Linked DNA regions of Mus musculus: region 2 is linked to region 1. A link is a contact called in public promoter capture Hi-C data. All regions are on one chromosome and are shown on one strand. Each heading gives the region's core, a stretch centred on a gene start, on an enhancer-like site or on the middle of the called end of the contact. The rest is flanking DNA. Distances are from core to core; before and after follow the strand shown.

What was found. Capture Hi-C pulls out chosen DNA fragments and counts their contacts.
Region 2: a contact with region 1 is called in a promoter capture Hi-C map of adipose tissue. The contact joins the promoter of Trappc4 here to the promoter of Cxcr5 in region 1. A contact is called at or near these places in 2 of 39 promoter capture datasets (the HPC-7 cell line and liver), 2 of 484 Hi-C or Micro-C datasets (B cells and regulatory T cells), 7 of 115 datasets of contacts at active chromatin or transcription factors (the SCID.adh cell line, bone marrow-derived macrophages, effector CD8 T cells and 2 more) and 3 of 9 other capture datasets (adipose tissue, liver and pancreatic islet).

The regions. Positions count from the first base shown.
Region 1 is chr9:44,524,041-44,527,916 of GRCm38.p6, forward strand. It overlaps Cxcr5 (chemokine (C-X-C motif) receptor 5), which reads right to left and starts at 2,404. Exons shown (of 2, transcript NM_007551.3): 1 at 2,282-2,404. The coding sequence starts at 2,338.
Region 2 is chr9:44,405,741-44,409,397 of GRCm38.p6, forward strand. It overlaps Trappc4 (trafficking protein particle complex 4), which reads right to left and starts at 1,808. Exons shown (of 5, transcript NM_021789.2): 1 at 1,387-1,808; 2 at 1,064-1,238. The coding sequence starts at 1,561. It overlaps Rps25 (ribosomal protein S25), which reads left to right and starts at 1,974. Exons shown (of 5, transcript NM_024266.3): 1 at 1,974-2,017; 2 at 2,248-2,343; 3 at 2,946-3,129. The coding sequence starts at 2,015.

The sequences.
Region 1 (3,876 bases), core at 1,154-3,653:
CAAAACAGAAACCCATTGTTTTATGGAGAAGCCACTAATGCTAAACTTTTCTGCCAGTTCTGTCTTTCCAGGACATGCATGCTATGACAGAATAGGGCAGTATGCCAAGGCCGGTCATGGCCTTTTAGAAGGTGAGTGGGGCCAAAGAGGAGGATCTGTGTTTCAGAGTGACAACCACCCTTGAAGAGAGTGGGTGGTGGGTGAAGGAAGAACGTGTCTGATTGAAGGACTCCAGGGACAGGGTTGTCTTAGAACCCCTGGACTCCTAGCTAGATGTCTGGGCACATAGCTCAGGGCCTTGGGTTTGATATGTGTCATGAAAGAAGTTTCTTTGCTTCTCTCCTTGGAATGTAGGTTTGCTTCATGTCATGAGCACGTCCTGCTGTCCCTCTGGCCCCCACTACCACCTGTCTCTAGTAGGTCACACTGTGATGTGAGGCGTGCAGTTAGGGGAAACTCTTGAGGTTTCTCAGAAGCCAGGAACGGCCAGGTCTCCAGGTGGTTACAAAGGCATCCAAGTGGGTCAGGGCTGATGGTCAGCTTGAGGGCAGAAGATACCACCTAACCATATCAGGGGCAGCTGGCAGTGGGGATGAGGGCAAGCAAGCGTGGGAGCACACTCCCCTGTAGAACAGTTAGGTTTTCAAAGGACTCAGGCAAGAGGACTATGAGTTTGAAGCAGATTTAGGCTACACAGAGACTCTGTTTCAAACAAACAAGCCAACAAACAACCCCACCCCCCAAATTTTTTCAAGACAACAGAAAGCATTGAGCCAAGCCTGAGGTCCTTTTATTTGCAGAATCCCCATGAGTGCCCAAGTGATGCCAGCTGAGCAGGTTCAGCAAGCCCAGCGACATAGTGGGAAGAATGATAAAGCAGACCACAGATCCTGGCGAGCTGGGAGAGTCGGGGGGAAACACCTCAAGGTGTGATTAGGGCAGGAGAGCTGATAGGACTCTGGGTTTGGAGTTCATAGAGAATAAGGCCATGATGAAGGTTCTAAGTCTACTGATGCCCATAACCCACAGCCCCACAGCCCTGGGTTTTCCCACTTGAACTGCTCCTAACAATATCCTTTGGTAGTCCAATAGCAGCCAAGTCAAGTGAACTCCTATGCTTAACTGGAAGACACTCAGGCAGGGGGCGGAGAGGGTGCCAGGCACTGCTTCCTTTCTTTGCTTGTTTCTTTCTTAAGCTCCCACCTAAGAAGCTCTTCCAAGATACTGTATCTCTAGAGATGACAGTCCCTCCCAGGGCAAAGCGACATGCTCCAAGGTGTTTTTAGGAGCAATACAGCTGCATGACTTTGACCCCTGGGGTCCTCTTCCTTGCCACGTCTGGCCTCATGCTTTCTTCATCTATACAAAATCACTGTCTAAAGCCTTCCAGCCAGGGATTAGCTCCACCTTGTCTGGACCATCAGTGACTTGAGGGCAAAGATTATGTTCTCAGTCTCTCCACCCAACACAGATGGATGTTGTATTGTGCCTTAATGATCAAGTCATTCAGCAAGATGAACAATTATATATACCTTCTTTTGGAGACAAGGTCTCAATGTGTTCTAGGCTCCCGCCCCTGAGTCTTTTGCTTCCACCTTTCTCATGCCGGGATTATAGGTGTGTACCACCACACTCTGTGCAAGCTGAGGATGAGCCTAGCAGCATGCACACTCGGCAAGCACTCTACCAACTGAGTACTCTGCCCACCCCTCCTCTCCCAGCCAACAACTCCACACTGCCTGATTGACTAGCACTGCCAGCAAACTGACATGAAGAAAACTTCCAGCCAGGTGGTGGTGGTGGCAGCGGCGGCAGCAGCAGCGGCAGCGCACACGTTTAATCTCAGTACTTGGCAGGTAGTAGGTGAGTTTGAACCTGGTCTACAGAGTTCCAGGACAGCCAATGCTTGCTTCACAGAGAAGCTCAGTCTCAAAAAAAAAAAAAAAAAAAAGCAGCAAACAAAAATACCCCTTCCAAATGACTTTGCCATTCTAACTCAGGGAGACAAGATAAACTTCTCTGTTAAAGAAGCAAGAGGCAGAGCTGGGTCCTCAGTCACACAGCAGGAGATGCCAAACCTGATCCTGTGTCTCCCACCTCCCTTTGGCATCTATTAAGGGCAACAGATATGGGAGACAATAAGAGTCTAAAAGTGGATGTATTTGCCTATGTTCTATAATCCTTGCGGCGGGATTCCCAAGCTATCCCCTCTTCCTTGACATAGTATATTTAAAGTTCCAAGCAGGACCAGAGCAGCAGGGAGCCACATGACTTGACTCACCAGGTCATCCATATTGTATGTGATGGAGCCCATGTCCAGGGTTAGTGGGTAGTTCATAGCTGCAGCTCTGCGTCACCAGGCTGGTCACTGTCTGATGTCGAGAAGGTTTGTGCTGGTGCCTATGGAGAGGTGGCAGGCGTCAGCTGCAAACTTAAACAAATGAGCCATGTGCGGTCTCCTGGGGCCAGTGAGGGCTTGCTGCTTGCCTCTCGACTCATCTCTTTTTTTTTTTTTTTCCACTGAGTCTTTTCTGGTGTGTGTGTGTGTGTGTGTGTGTTTTCCCCCTTCTTTTCTTTTCTTTTCTTTTTTTTTAAGAAAAAGGGAAACTCCCCCCACAGAGTCAGTACTACGCAAGCATTTCAGTGCCTTTCCTGGCACTCATGGTCTGAACTGGGCCAGGCGTCTGGTGTGAAGGCTGCCCCTCCCTTCTGCTCACTGGATCTCTATGAGGGATGCATATAGACTTGGGGAACTCCTCATAGAAGGGGCTAAGAAAAGAGTACTCCCAGCCTCCTCTACACACTCACTTTCCTTATCACTAGGGTGACCAACCATCCCAGTTTGCCCAGAACCAAAGAAAGTCCCCTGTCCTGGGAAACCCCTCAGTCCCAGGCGAGCCAGGGCACTTGATCAACCTGTGACTGCCATCCTTTTGCCCGGCCAGGGAGGGGGAACCCTGCCCCTCCCTCTTTTCAGCTCAAGTTTGAAAGAGTTAAGTTCTTTCAAAGGGAAGAACCCTAAGAATACTAGAAGAAAAAATGTAAAATGAAATTACCAGACAAGAGTGCAGTATAAATATGGCCATCGAGCTGTCTCTGACTCAGAGAAAAAGGTCAAAAAGGCGTTCCACCACAAGTAAACTTGTAGACACCTAGCTTGAAAGGACATGGATGGTTACCTAGGCCACCCCCACAGCTCCAATTTTACACAGGAGGACCCCGAAGCCCAGAGATGGAGACTGACCTACCCAGGATCCTGTAACGCATCAATGGTGGCAACCTTGCACCCAAGTGTCCTGACTCCACATTTGTCATCCCCTGCTTCCATCATAGCTGCTCTGCAGGCTCTCTCTGCCCCTGCTCTCTACCCCTGCTCTGTCCCATCCTGAGAGCCACTTCGTTCATGAAGACCTGTGGTGGACATTGAACCATTTCCCCTCCAGGTCTTGTCCTGGTGGGTTTTCTTCCACGGGAGGATATTTCCTGACTTAGGCCATGATAGTGTAAGATTGTACCCACTACACTATGTAGGTACTACATACGGGGCACTATTTGTGTGTGTGTGTGAGAGAGAGAGAGAGAGAGAGAGAGAGAGAGAGAGAGAAAGAGAGAGAGAGAGGGAGAGAGAGAGAGAGAGTCAGTCAGAGACAGACAGAGACAGACAACGATATAGACACACAGAGAGAGCCTATGGAGGTCAGAGGACAACTTGTGGGAGTTGTTTCTCTCCTACAATGTGGGAATGTGGGACTCAGGTAGTCATGTTTGATGGCAAATGTCTTTCCTTGTTGAGCCATCTTGCTGGCCCCAAAACTGTTCTTAAGGAGGAAGAAAGCCAGGGCACAGGGTTGGAGCCCCTCTCCAGCTCTTCTGGTC
Region 2 (3,657 bases), core at 558-3,057, 120 kb before region 1:
GTGCCTGGTGACTATGGAAGCCAGAAGAAGCCATCACGTCCCTTCCAATAGGAGTTGGTTGTGAGCCACCATGTGGATGCTAGCTCTCTGCAAGAACAGCAAACACCAAACCATTTCTTCAGCCCCAAACTGAAACATGTTATACTAAACGTGTTAGCTAAAGCCAACATGCTACGGAATACGTACCTTATTAGTTCATGGCTACTGCTATGTCAACACACCTTACACTACAGGCAGTCACAGGAAGACTTTCTTTCTTTCTCTTTTTTTTTTTTTTTTTTTTGAGACAGGGTTTCTCTGTGTAGCCATGGCTGTCCTGGAACTCACCCTTATAGACCAGGCTGGCCTCAAACTTAGAAATCCGCCTGCCTCTGCCTCCCAAGTGCTGGGATCAAAGGCATGCGCCACGCCCGGCTACAGAAAGAATTTCAATGTCCACTTAATTTAATTATCTAATTAAGTGGTGGTGGTGGTGATTGGCACACGCCTTTAAACCCAGCGCTTGGAAGGCAGAGAGAAGTGGATCTCTGAGTTTGAGGCTAGGCTGGTCTACAGAGTGAGTTCCAAGACAACCTAGTCTTCCACTAGCAGCCTTTGGATTAAGACATAGAACTCTCAGCTCCTCCTGCGTCATGCCTGCCTGGATACTGCCATGCTCTCACCTTGATGATAATGGACTGAACCTCTGAACCTGTAAGCCAGCCCCAATTAAATGTTTTTTATAAGACTTGCCTTGGTCATGGTGTCTGTTCACAGCAGTAAAACCCTAATACAGAAGTTGAAGAGAAACCCTATCCCCCCCAAATTTTTTTTTTTCAAAAATTCAATTACCTTATGTTAATGATGAAGAAACTAGGGTCAAGAGGACAAGACCTGACTGGGCAAAAATCAAACTACCTCAAACCTGGCTATAGTTGACATTTCTTCATAAAAAGAGTTCAGCCACTTAAAGAGGTACACAGTAATTGTACCTCTTTAAGTACACAAAGAAACACTTTAGCCGGCCTAGAGACAGATGCACTAGTCAGGGGAGGAAATGTTTAAAAGGGGTAGGGAAACTTACGAGTGGAACATCGAGGCCAGCATAAGCTTCTCGTTAGAGGTAAGGCGGGGCCGGCCGAATCGGATGGAAACCGGGTAATTCGCAGGGTTACCCAGATACTCCAGCACTTCTTTCCCGTCAGCCGTGTACTTGCCATTCACGTCCATGCCATTGATGGCCAACACTGCATGGCCCACTACAAGAAGAGTGGCTAAGGATCAGAGATGGCCCGGGCCACTCCCCGCCCCGCTTACTCCCACTCCCATTCTTTCACTCTCACTCCCACTCCCACCCCGCACCAGCCCACTTCCGCAGCGCCAGCCCCGCCCTCGAGCCCGGCCCACCCCGGATGCCGTCGCGCTGGCCGAAAGCGACCAGCACGCGTTCGTCGTGCAGTTTCAGCAGCAGGTCCAGCGGGTAACTGAAAGTCTTCTCAGCCTCAGCCCGTGGCGAATAGCTGTCCCACTGGTAAATCAGGCCGCCGGCTTTGTTCACCACGTACACGCTAAAAATCGCCATCACTGTGCTACGGATAGGGTACTACGATCCCGCCCCTTCCAGGCGCTCCAGTCCCGGAACTGGTGTCATAGCCTCGCCTCTGCTCTCCCTCCTGCGGCCCTCCCCCCTCCTAAAGCGCACGCGCAAGCCAAGGCCCCCATTGCTTTAACAAACACATTTCTGGGAACTGGCCTACTGTATTTCTCAGTGACAGAGCAGAGAATTAGTGGCTGTTGGGTGACCCGCAGCAAAGTGCAGCAATTTTACGACCAGTCTCAGAGTTTGCAGGTTGGAAGTCACGCCCCCTATCCCATCCCACAAGAGGCGGAGTTTAGCCAAGACGTGGCTCCACCCATTGCCCCGGAAGTACTCTCTCGAGGCAGAGGTTTCTGGGATTGTTGGGCCACCGGGCTTCCTTTTTTTCCGACATCTTAGCGAGGCTGCTGTGGTCTACACGACTCTCTGAGCTTCGCCATGGTAAGGCCCGCGAGGGTTGAGCAGTGGGGTTCAGAGGATCGGGCGGTGCTGGGGGGAGGTGGAGGCGACCCTACACGGACTGCTTCGTGACCCGCGGGCCTGCCTCTCCGGGCGGCTGCCGCCATCGTGTCCATGTGCTCCGGCGGCGGCGCCTGGGTGGGTGAAGGGCTGCGATCGGGGTGCATGGGACCACCATGTGACTGGCCTGCACTCCCGCTTTCTTCCCCTAGCCTCCCAAAGACGACAAGAAGAAGAAAGATGCCGGAAAGTCGGCCAAAAAGGATAAAGACCCAGTAAATAAATCTGGTGGCAAGGCCAAGAAGAAGGTAGGCGATAGCTATTTGTAATGGGAATCTGTGGGACCTGTCGTGAACTTGTGCTGTAAGTTTTTCCCCAGATACCGAATTCTAAAATCACATAGTCACTTTAAGAATACAGTGGTGTAATACTTTTATAAAGTAATGGTATTAAACCTTATTAATGTTACGACCCTTTTAAGATGGTTCCCCTTTTGACCACCAGCTGTGAAATTACTATTTGTTTTTTCAAGATGGGTTTCTCTGAATAGCCCTGACTGTCCTGAACTCACTCTGTAGACCAGGCTGGCCTCGAACTTAGAAATCTGCCTGCCTCGGCCTCCCGAGTGCTGGGATTAAAGGCATGTGCCACCACTGCCCAGCTCATGAAATTATTTTTTTTTTTATGAAATTATTTTTGTTGTTGCTACTTAATAGTTTTGCTACTGCTATGAACTGTAAGGCATATGTCTGGTCTTCAGGGTATCTGATAGCGACTCCAAAGTTGCCAATGCAATAAGCCAAGAAGTCTCTAATTTCCCTGAGATGATCGTGACAGAGCTTTCTCAGATGCTTGATGTTAGGGAGCAAAGGGATGGTTCTGACTGGTTCTCATTTGTTTTGATGAGCAGAAGTGGTCCAAAGGCAAAGTTCGGGACAAGTTGAACAATCTTGTCCTGTTCGACAAAGCGACATACGACAAGCTCTGTAAGGAGGTTCCGAACTATAAGCTTATTACTCCAGCCGTGGTCTCTGAGAGACTGAAGATTCGCGGTTCCTTGGCCAGGGCAGCCCTTCAGGAGCTCCTTAGTAAAGGTAGGTGATGTGCCCTTGTTCTTACCAGTGCATTGTCTTGTTGGGAGCAGTATGACTGGAAAGACTTATGAAGGATAGACTGACTTCCAGAGTCTTAAGTTTTAGTAACTTCAGTGTCCTGCATTCCTTTGCAGTCCTTGAATTCCTGGCCCTTTTTATTTATTTATTTATTGCTTCTCCGTTAATTGGGATTAAAGTCCAGAGTACCACCTTGCCTTGTTATTTTGGAATGCCATCTCACTTTGTTGTCCGGGCAAATTATTCTCCTGCCTCTGGTGGGATTTTTTTTGTTTGTTTGTTTTTTTGTTTTTCGAGACAGGGTTTCCTCTGTGTAGCCCTGGCTGTCCTGGAACTCACTCTGTAGACCAGGCTGGCCTTGAATTAAGAAATCTGCCCGCCTCTGCCTCCCGAGTGCTGGGATTAAAGGCGTGCGCCACCACGCCCGGCTTGGCTATAGTTTTAAGTACATAAACTTAGCAGATAGGATCTAGGTGTTGTTACAAGTATAAACTATGGTCCTTAACATAG